2 separate regions of the Mus musculus genome follow, and region 2 is linked to region 1. Evidence: chromatin contacts called from public Micro-C data. All regions are on one chromosome and are shown on one strand. The core of a region is the stretch at or near the end of the contact, and the rest is flanking DNA. Distances in the headings are between cores, read along the strand shown. Region 1 has its middle 11 kb from the start of Las1l. Region 2 has its middle 43 kb from the start of Msn.

The links. Hi-C and Micro-C count contacts between places; a contact is called where the count stands out from the background.
Region 2: a contact with region 1 is called in a Micro-C map of embryonic stem cells, with 3 times the contacts expected there. The contact joins two enhancer-like sites. A contact is called at or near these places in 1 of 484 Hi-C or Micro-C datasets (embryonic stem cells) and 2 of 9 other capture datasets (adipose tissue and liver).

The regions. Positions count from the first base shown.
Region 1 is chrX:95,965,519-95,970,181 of GRCm38.p6, reverse strand. No RefSeq gene overlaps it. Among named protein-coding and RNA genes, the nearest start is that of Las1l, 11 kb to the right of the region's middle. Within about 2 kb of position 1,406, at least 287 of the 459 cell types and tissues checked have an H3K27ac peak or open chromatin away from gene starts, as enhancers often do. A contact at or near this core is called in embryonic stem cells, where this site is marked.
Region 2 is chrX:96,050,679-96,055,314 of GRCm38.p6, reverse strand. No RefSeq gene overlaps it. Among named protein-coding and RNA genes, the nearest start is that of Msn, 43 kb to the left of the region's middle. Within about 2 kb of position 2,399, at least 15 of the 459 cell types and tissues checked have an H3K27ac peak or open chromatin away from gene starts, as enhancers often do. A contact at or near this core is called in embryonic stem cells, where this site is marked.

The DNA of each region.
Region 1 (4,663 bases), core at 157-2,656:
AGGGCAATAGAGGCTGGGCTGTATAGAGACAGAGAGGCGTGGGGCGTAGAGGGTGAGTTCTGTACATAAAGGGGCCAAGAAGGGTGGGATAGAGTCCAAGCTTTTAATGGAGACAGAGAGGCCAGAGGTGAGCATAGAGGCCAAGCTGCGCAGAGACGGAGAGGCGGGAAGGGGCATAGAGGTTGGACTGCATAGACAGAGAGGACTCGGGAGGGGGGGCGGGGCATAGAGGTTGCGGGAGAGACCAAACACCCTAGAGACAAAGGGACATAGATGCTTAGGTTACAGAGGCTAAGGGACATAAAGGCTGGGCTGTATTGAGACAGGGAGGCCATAGGGGGGTAGAGACCAAGCTGCATAGACAGAGAGACCATGGGTGGTAGACATAGAGATTGGGCTGTATCCAGACAGAAAGGGGAAGAGGAGGGCATAGAGAACTTGTTGCATAGATACAGGGAGGTGTGTGGGGGGGGGGGGGGCGTGGGCATACAGGCTTAGGCAAAGATGCCAAGAGCAGCCGGGCGTGGTAGCTTATGCCTTTAATCCCGCACTCAGGAGGCAGAAGCAGGTGGATTTCTGAGTTCGAAGCCAGCCTGGTATACAGAGTGAGTTCCAGGACAGCCAGGGCTACATAGAGAAACCCTGTCTCAAAAAACAAAACAAAACAAATGCCAAGAGCAATAGTGAAAAAGGAGCCAAGAGAGATACAGGGACAGAGAGACTGAGGGGCAACATAAATGCTAAGGATCAGATGGCAGAGGGTCACAGAGGCTTAGCTGTATAAAGCAAGAGAGGACACAGGGGGCATAGAGTCCGAACTGTATAGAGACAGAGGCCACGGTGGGTTGGGGCCAAGTACCACCTGCATAGGGACAGAGAAGCAATGGGAGGAGGAGCCATAAAGGCTGGGCTGCACAGAGAACAGAGAAGTCACGGGGGTCATAGAAGCCAAGCTGCATAGAGATAGAGAGGCTCCAGGGGGTCGTAGAGGCTGGGCTCTGTACAGAGACGCGGGGGGGGGGGTGCTGTTGTGTTTATAAAAGGTAAAGAGGTGGGGGATATGTTCTATGGAGGTGTGGTAAGTATGGGGGAAGGGGGTGCCATGGTGGGCCCATGCTGAGGCATCCCTCCTCTCCCTCCCCCCCCCACCAGCCACATGACAGTATAGACTAGAGTTTATAAGAGGGTAGTAGAGGCAGAAAAAGACAGAGTAGAGGAGTAGAGGCTGGCCATGAGCAGGAGGAGAAAGAAGGGGGAGGAATGAGAGGGCAGAGCAAGAGAACAAGGAGGGGGAAAGCCGCCCTTTTATAGTGACTCAGGCATGCCTGGCTGTTGCTAGGTAACTGTGGGGGCGGAGCCTAGGCAAAATGCTAAGGAAGGGCAGAGAGATTGGATAGCATAGAGACAGGCCACGGGGATGGGGAGGTGCATAGAGGCCGGGCTGCATAGAGAAAGAGAGGCCACGTGGGGTGCATAGAGGCTGAGGGAAAGAGAGGCGGAGGGCCATAGAGACAATGGGGTATAGAGATAGAAGGACAGAGATGTATGGGGCTACAGAGATGTTGGGACTGAAAGACTGAGGGGCATAGAGGCTGCGCTGTATAGCGTCTGAGCGTCCACGGGGACCATGGAGCCGGAGCTAGCTACATAGACACAGGCCACAGGGGGCGCAGAGGCTGGGCTGGAGAGAAAGGCCACGATGTGTGTGTTGGGGGCGCGCAGAGCTCCAGCGGCCTATGCCCTATAGGCAGAGGGGCGAGGGAGGACGGGGCGCAGAGGCTGGGCTGCATAGAGACAGAGAGGCCGGGGCGGGGGAGCGGGGACATAGTGGCGGAAGGAAAGAGAGGTCTAGGGGCATAGAGCGAGGGACAGAGATGCCTAGGCTACAGAGATGTAGGTCCAGAGGCCGAGGGGCATAGAGGCTGGAGTGCAAAGAGCCAGAGAGGCCATGGTGGTTAGAAGCCAAGCTGCATAGAGATAGAGGGGGGAGGGGGGCATGGAGGCTGGGCTGTGTAGAGACAGAGAGGCCGGGAGGGGGCATAGAGGCCAAGCTGAGTGGAGATAGAGAGGCCAGAGGGGGAGCATAGAGGCGGAGCTTCATAGAGACGGGGGTGGGGGGGGGGGTGGGTATAGAGTTTAGGTTAGAGACAGAGCGTCCACGGTGGGGTGGGCGTGGCTTAGAGGCTTGGCTGTATAGAGAGTGGCCACGTGGGGTGCATAGAGGCTGAGGGAAAGAGAGGCCAAGGGCCATAGTGCTACAGAGATGTTGGGACAGAGAGGCTGAAGGTCTTAGAGGCTGTGCTGTATAGCGTCTGAGACTCCACCGGGACCATAGAGCCCAAGCTCCATGGCGACATAGAGGCCGAGCCTGCATAGAAACAGAGGGGCGGGGGACGGGGCATAGAGGCCGGACTGCATAAAGACAGAGAGGCCGCGGGGGCCGGGGGATAGAGACTGAGGGAAAGAGAGGCCGAGGGCCATAGTGACAATGGGACATAAAGAGTGACAGAGATTCATTGGGCTACAGAAATGTTGGGACAGAGAGGCTGAGAGGCATAGTAGCTGCGCTGTATAGAGTCAGAGTCTACAGGGTGGGGGCTACCCAAGCTACATAGACACAGAGTGGTCACGGGGCGTATAGAAGCTGAGCTGAATAGACACACAGGCCTCAGAAGACATAGAGCCTCGGTGGTAGAGACATAGAGGCCAAGGTATATAAGGACAGAGAAGGCTTGGGGGAATGGTGAGCGCATAGAGGCTGAGGGAAAGAGTCCGAGGGCCATAGAAACAATGGTGAATAGAGAGGGGCGGAGATGCAGAGAGCCTCAGATATAGGAACATAGGTACTAAGGGGCATAGAGTCTCAGCAACAGAGAAGCCACGCGGGGCATAGAGGCTGAGCTGCCTAGAGACACAGAGGCCATTGGTGGGGACGGGGACATAAAGGCTAAGTTCCTAGACACAGAGATACGAAGGTATAGAGGCCAAGATTCTTAGAGACACCAAGGGGCTTAAAGGCTACCGGAGGGGCTATAGAAGCTGAGGAAAAGATAGCCCGAGGGCCATAGAAACACAGGGACATAGAAATAGGGGGACAGAGAGAACACAGGGGAATAGAGGCTGAGGCTGCATAGAGAGACTGTCCATGGGAAGGGCCGTAGAGGCCAAGGGGCCTAGACACAGAGACTCCAATGGACATAGAAGCAGACCTGTATAAAGACGGAGATGCTGCGGGGGTAGTGGGGCATAGAGGCTGAGTGAAAGTGATGCCGAGGGCCATAGAGATACAGAGGGCCAACAGAGAGGTTGAGGGGCATACAGGCCAGGCTGCATAGAGATAGAGTGGCCACGGGGGTTGGGGAGGTGACATAGAGGCTGAGGGAAAGAGAGCCCGAGGGCCATAAAGAAATAGGAACAGAGGCTGACAGGCAGAGGGGCATAGAGGCTGAGCTGAATAAAGACAGAGATACCACTGAGGACATAGAGGCTGAACTGCATAGAGTCAGACAGGCCACAGTGGGGTGGAGGTGAGGGATAGAGGCTTAACTGTATAGAGACAGGCCACAGGGGACACAGGCTGAGCTTCATAGAGACAGAGGGGCCATGGGGGGCATAAAGATAGAGGGACAGAGAGGTTGATGGGAATAGTCTCACAGACAAAGATGCAGAGGGTCTTAGAGACAGAGGCTAGGAGGGACAAAAAGGTGGAGGGACAGAGAGGTCGTGTCATATAGACTGAGCTCTATAGAGACAGGCCTAGGAAAGGAAAGGGTGAGGGGCCCGATATGCTCAGGGCCATAGAGATAGAGGGACAGAGAGGCCAAGAGTTCTGACAGGCCTAAAGGAGGAGAGGCTGAGAGGCATAAAGACAAAGGGACAAGGAGGTTCCAGGGGCATAGAGGCCAAGCTGAATAGATACAGAGGTGCCAAAGGGCCGGAGAGGGTGAGGGCCATAGAGGTAGAGGGGCAGGGAGGCCAAAGGGCATACGACCTGAGGGAAAAAGAGAGGCCCAGGGACATAGAGGCTGAGAGGCATAAAGACAGGGTAGAAGGGGCAGGTGCAGAGGGGTTTAGAGACAGCAGCTGAGGATAGGAGAGGCTGAGGGACAGAGAAGCTGTGGGACATAGAGGTTCCTGGACAGAGATGCAGAACAACCTAGAGAGACAGGCTAGGAGAGGCTGAGGGAAAGAGGCCAAGGGACATAGTGGCTAATGGACGTTGACGCGTAAGAGTTGGAGGGCTGGAGAGGCTGTTGGGCATAGACACAGAGGGACAAAGAGGTCTCAGGGCATAGAGGCGGAGATGCATAGAGGGTTAATCACATACAGACAGAGGCCAAGGGGCATAAAGCTGAGGGACAGAGAAGCAGAGGGTAGAAGAGGATGTGGGCCATAGAGGTGGAGAGGCTGAAAATCAGAAGCACAAAGACAGAGGTGGAGGCAGAGAAGGGGGCTAGAGGGTAGAGACTTGGAGAAGAGACAGAAGCAGAGGAGCAAAGGAAGAAATGTAGGGGGAGACAGGCTAAGGGGTAGAAAGGCAGAGGAGTGGAGGCTGAGGCCTGGACACAGAGGCAGAAGCAGAGGTTGAGAGGCAGTGAGCCACACAGGCCAATTCAGAGTGAAGTAGAGATAGAGAGGCAGAAAGGCACAAGCTGAAATAACA
Region 2 (4,636 bases), core at 1,150-3,649, 84 kb before region 1:
ACATGAACTAGGGCAATAGCCATAATGAAAGATAATTAGTCTCATGGAACTTATAGTCTCATAGAGAAGACAGACACCAAATAAAAATAATACTATGTGATATATTAGCTGGTGATCAAAACTAATGCTAAAGCAAGGATTGAGTTAAATGATGTAGCAGCAGTCACAAGCTCAGGTAAGGGAAAGCAAAAACCACCTTGTTGAGAAGGCAACAATCGAGTAGCACATGAAAGAACTGGAGAAGTATTCAGATAAAGGATTGAACAAGGGCAAACCTTGTTCAACATATAGGAGATTGTGTGCTATATAAGAACAAGAACATCTTTTATAGAAAGATCACTAACGAGGGGTAGTAAGGATTAGGTCAGAAAAGTGAAGTTGGTTATCTTTGGATGGAAGCCCCTGGAAGGCTTGAAGATTTCTTTTCCTTTTCAGATAGGTCTCCTGTGTCCCAAAATGGCTTTGAACTTGCTGTATAGCCAAGGATGGTCTTCCATTCTTATTCATCTTCCCACCTTCACCTCCAAAGTGCTGAAGTTACAAACACACACCCAATTTTTGTAGTGATGGAGAATAAAGTCAGAGTTTGTGCATGCTACTCAATCTATTAACTGAGCTATATCCTCTACCCCAGAGCATTTTCCTTTTCTTTTTTTAAAATTTTAAATGTTTTTGTAGACAGAGTCTTGCTATGTAGCTCTACTAAGCTGAAAGCTGCAGTTTAGGCCAAGCAACCCTCAGACTGTGGCAATAGCCCTGCTTCCTGCCTCTTTCCTGAGAAGGAGGAAGCTGGAGGAGAGAAAGGGAGCTAGGGAATGTCAAAAATACATCAGAGCCTGTAAGGTTTCAAGGATCAAAAGCAAGTAAGCACTATTAGAAAGGGTATGTGGGGACTAAATCACAAGCAGATCTAAGTGTCTGCCTAGATTTAGGATGGCTTTACACAATAGGTGCAAGAGAGCTAGAAACACATTAAGACTAACAGTTGCCTCTCACGGCCCCAGCACCACATTCATTTTGATAGAGCTTCCTGATTAAGATTGAAACTAAATTTCTCAATTAGAGACCCAAGGCAGAAAAAACAAACATTCAAATAAAAACCAAGGTGTTAAAATAATCTAGTTCTCCATACCAGAGATATCAAACTAGGACAGAATTGAAAGAGTTGAGATCTGTTCCCTCAGCAATCAAATTCACTGCCAAGAGCATGAGCTTAATATCCAATTACCAAGTCTAGTCTCACTCTGTAGTCCAGGCTAGCCTGGAATTCACAGACTTCTTGACTCACCCTCCTAAGTACAATGGAATTACAAACATAAGTTACCTCAATGAGTTTATTGTCCTTGAAAGAAAGATAAAAACAGTTCTACCTCCAGGCTTCTGAGTACAGTAGTCCACACCTGTAATCCTAGAATTTGGGAGCCTTAGGCAGAAAGACCAGGGAATCAAGGTTATCTTTGGATACCATAGCATACAGGACTACTTGAAAGCCTACCTCAAAAACCAAAATGGGAGCATGTTTGTTAGAATTTTTGTTTTGTATTAATTTTTTCAAGGGGGGGGGTTTCTCTGTATAACAGTCCTGGCTGACCTGGAACCTGCTCTATATAGACCAGGCTGGCCTCAAAGTCTCAGAGATCCACCTGCCTCTGCTTCCCAAGTGCTGGAATTAAAAGTATACGCCACCATTCCTGCCATCCTTCCTCCCATACTGCCCCCAACACACACACAAATAAACATGAGGCTACTGAGATAGCTCAGTGGGAAGGAGTAACTGCTGCTAAGCCTGATTTCCTGAGTTCAGTTCCTTGGACCCACACGTTAGAAGACAAGAAGTGACTTCCATAAGCTGCCCTCTGATCTGCACATGTTCCTGTTCACACATGCATACCTAAAACTAATGAAATTGAAAATGGGTAAATAAATAAATAAATATTGAGGGAGTAAGACTATCTGACCTCCACTGACCTCCACTGACCTCCACAATTCTTGCCAGAATACTTCAGGTTCTTGGAATCGGGGCACTCACTATATTCACCCACTTCTGATTCTCTGGGTCAACAACTGCTGTTCCTCCCCTCCCCTCCCCTCCCCTCCCCTCCCCTCTCCTCTCCTCTCCTCTCCTCTCCTCTGTTGTGCCCACATCTGAGATAGTTTAAGAATTGTTTTTCTAGTGGCCACTGGGAGCTTAGGAAAAAGTACAGGGACAGACCTCAGTTACTCAGTTCAATGAATATTCTGGCATCCCAAGCTGAATGGGGGTGGGGCAGACCCACCTTCTGGGATATTTTGAAAGCTTCCAAAAATAGCCTCAAGGCCTCAGTCAGAGTGTTCTGGGCCAGGACACAGACTGAATGTTGGAACTCACACTCTGCCAAGTTCCCACCCAGGCTCCCATCCCATGACTGAGCAAACCAGTTTTCCCTCGATTTTCTTTAATTGTCTTCTAGAGAGCCACACCCAAGCCTGAAACATCCAAATTTAGCTCCAAGTCTCATCCTTAGCTTCTCTGCAGAGAGAACAGCTTACCTTAAAAAAAAGTACAAGAAAATTAAATTAAAATATTTGCTTTGTTTTGAGACTTGGTCTTTTGCAGCTCAGGGTAGACTCAGATTCATTATGGGGCTGGGAATGGCCTTGAATATCCCATCTCCACCTTTAGTGACTGGAATTGCAGGTCACCAAGCCCATGTTTAGTTCCTCTGTCTTTTTTTTTTCTTTCTATGTGTGTGCATGTAGAAGGGGGTTATGATTGCACTTGGAGGCCAGAGTTCAAGCTCAGGTATTATTTTTCAGCTGTCCCCTACCTTATTTTTCAGAAACAATCTCTCAGTTAACAAAATTAGTTCAGTGCCTGTCAGCTCCGGGAATCTTTCTGTATCTGCCCACTCTGGCACTGGGAATACACAGACAGATAGCACCACACCAGGTTTTTTATTCCCTAGGTGGGTGCTGGAATCAAACTCAGGCCATTATGCATACATAGCAAGCACTTTACTGAATGAGCTATCTCCATTATCCCAAATTTTTTACTTCTCATGGTCCCAGTACACTTAGTGAAGAGAAAGGAGAGGATGAAACACTCATGAGCACAGAAATCAAGAAATAAATGACAAAGGAATTTGAAAGAGACAAAAAAAGGCAGAGTGGTTGGGAGAAAAACACAATGTATGGTGTCCACAATACCAACATGAAGAAGACAAAGTAAGACGTGGGTATGGTAGGGCATTCCTAGAATCCCAGTATTTGGAAGTCTGAAGCAGGTAGTCTGTTAAGAGCTTGAGGAGGCCACTCTGGGCTACATAGTGAACTCCAGGATAACCTTAGCTAGAAGTTAGACTTTGTCTCCAAAACAAAACTACAGGGCTGATGAGATGGCTTAGCAGGTCCAGGTACTTCGTGTCAAGGCTGACTGATGACTGTCCTTCAGTCATTTGCTCTCACAAAGTGACAGGAGAGTGAAGTGGAAACTTCTAGTTTCTTTGAAAAGTTAGTGATGTCAAATGATGTTTTACTGGGGAGCACAGGTGAAAGGACATCTTGCTTAAAGCAAACATGTGAGAGACTGTTTTCCTAAAGCTGGAGACACAGGTGAAAGGATGTTTGCATATAGCAAACACGTGAAAGGACCCATGATGAAGGAGTATAAATATGACCCCACAGACAGTGGGAGATGAGCATTGAGAATTGGTTTGGTTTGCTCTGTCTCCCTATTCTCTAACCAATACTTGCATGTATTGGTTCCTCTTACATAGCATTGTTGAGCTCAATTTGTGGTAACACTGCCATTGAGAGAAGCTTACCCAAGAACTGCTCTTGAGGTTTCTGCAGCACCTCAGGCCAGTTGGTGAGCCTGGCAGTTTCTTCAGGATTGAACCACAGCTGCCTGGTGTCTGCTTGCTGAAAGGACTGGACTGTAGCTACGGATTGATGCTTGATGTCCGCCTGCCTAGAGGACCAATCTGCAGCTACTGAATGTATTTGTTGTTTGCTTTGGGACTGAACTGATGCCCAAGAAGATCAAGTTCACTTGCAAAGAACTATTGCTGAACAGGTCCACTTCCCTCATATCCTAATAACTTTTCTCTTCCACTACTCTGCTGGGTGGTGGGCTAGAGGAGAGGTTGAACAATTATTAAAAGTAGATTGCAAAAAAAATGTATGCTTACAGGAGAGAACTTACTCCTGAGAGTCACTTTCTAACCTCCACATACATGAATTGCCACCTACACCACAAACACACACACACACATTTAAAATTTTAAAATAAGCTGGAGATCTAGTTTAGTTGGTACAGTGCTTTCCCAATATGCGCAATGCCCTTGATTTAGTTCCACTTCCACATAAGTGGTGCTACCTATGATTCCAGCAATCAGAGAAATAAATGTAGGAGGATTAGATGTTCTAAGTCATCTTCCTCTACCACCTAGCAAGTTCATAATCAGCATGGGCTGCAAAAAAAATTCTATCTTAAAAAATTACAAAAGAAAAAAAAAAGGAAAACTTCAGAGGGAAGAGAAAGGGGTGGGATAGACTCAGAGAGATGGGAGAGCAAGGAGTAGTAGGAAAAAACAAAGAGAGAAGAAAAGGAATCATTGCCCATCCTTAACCCTAGCATCAAGCCAACAGACACAGT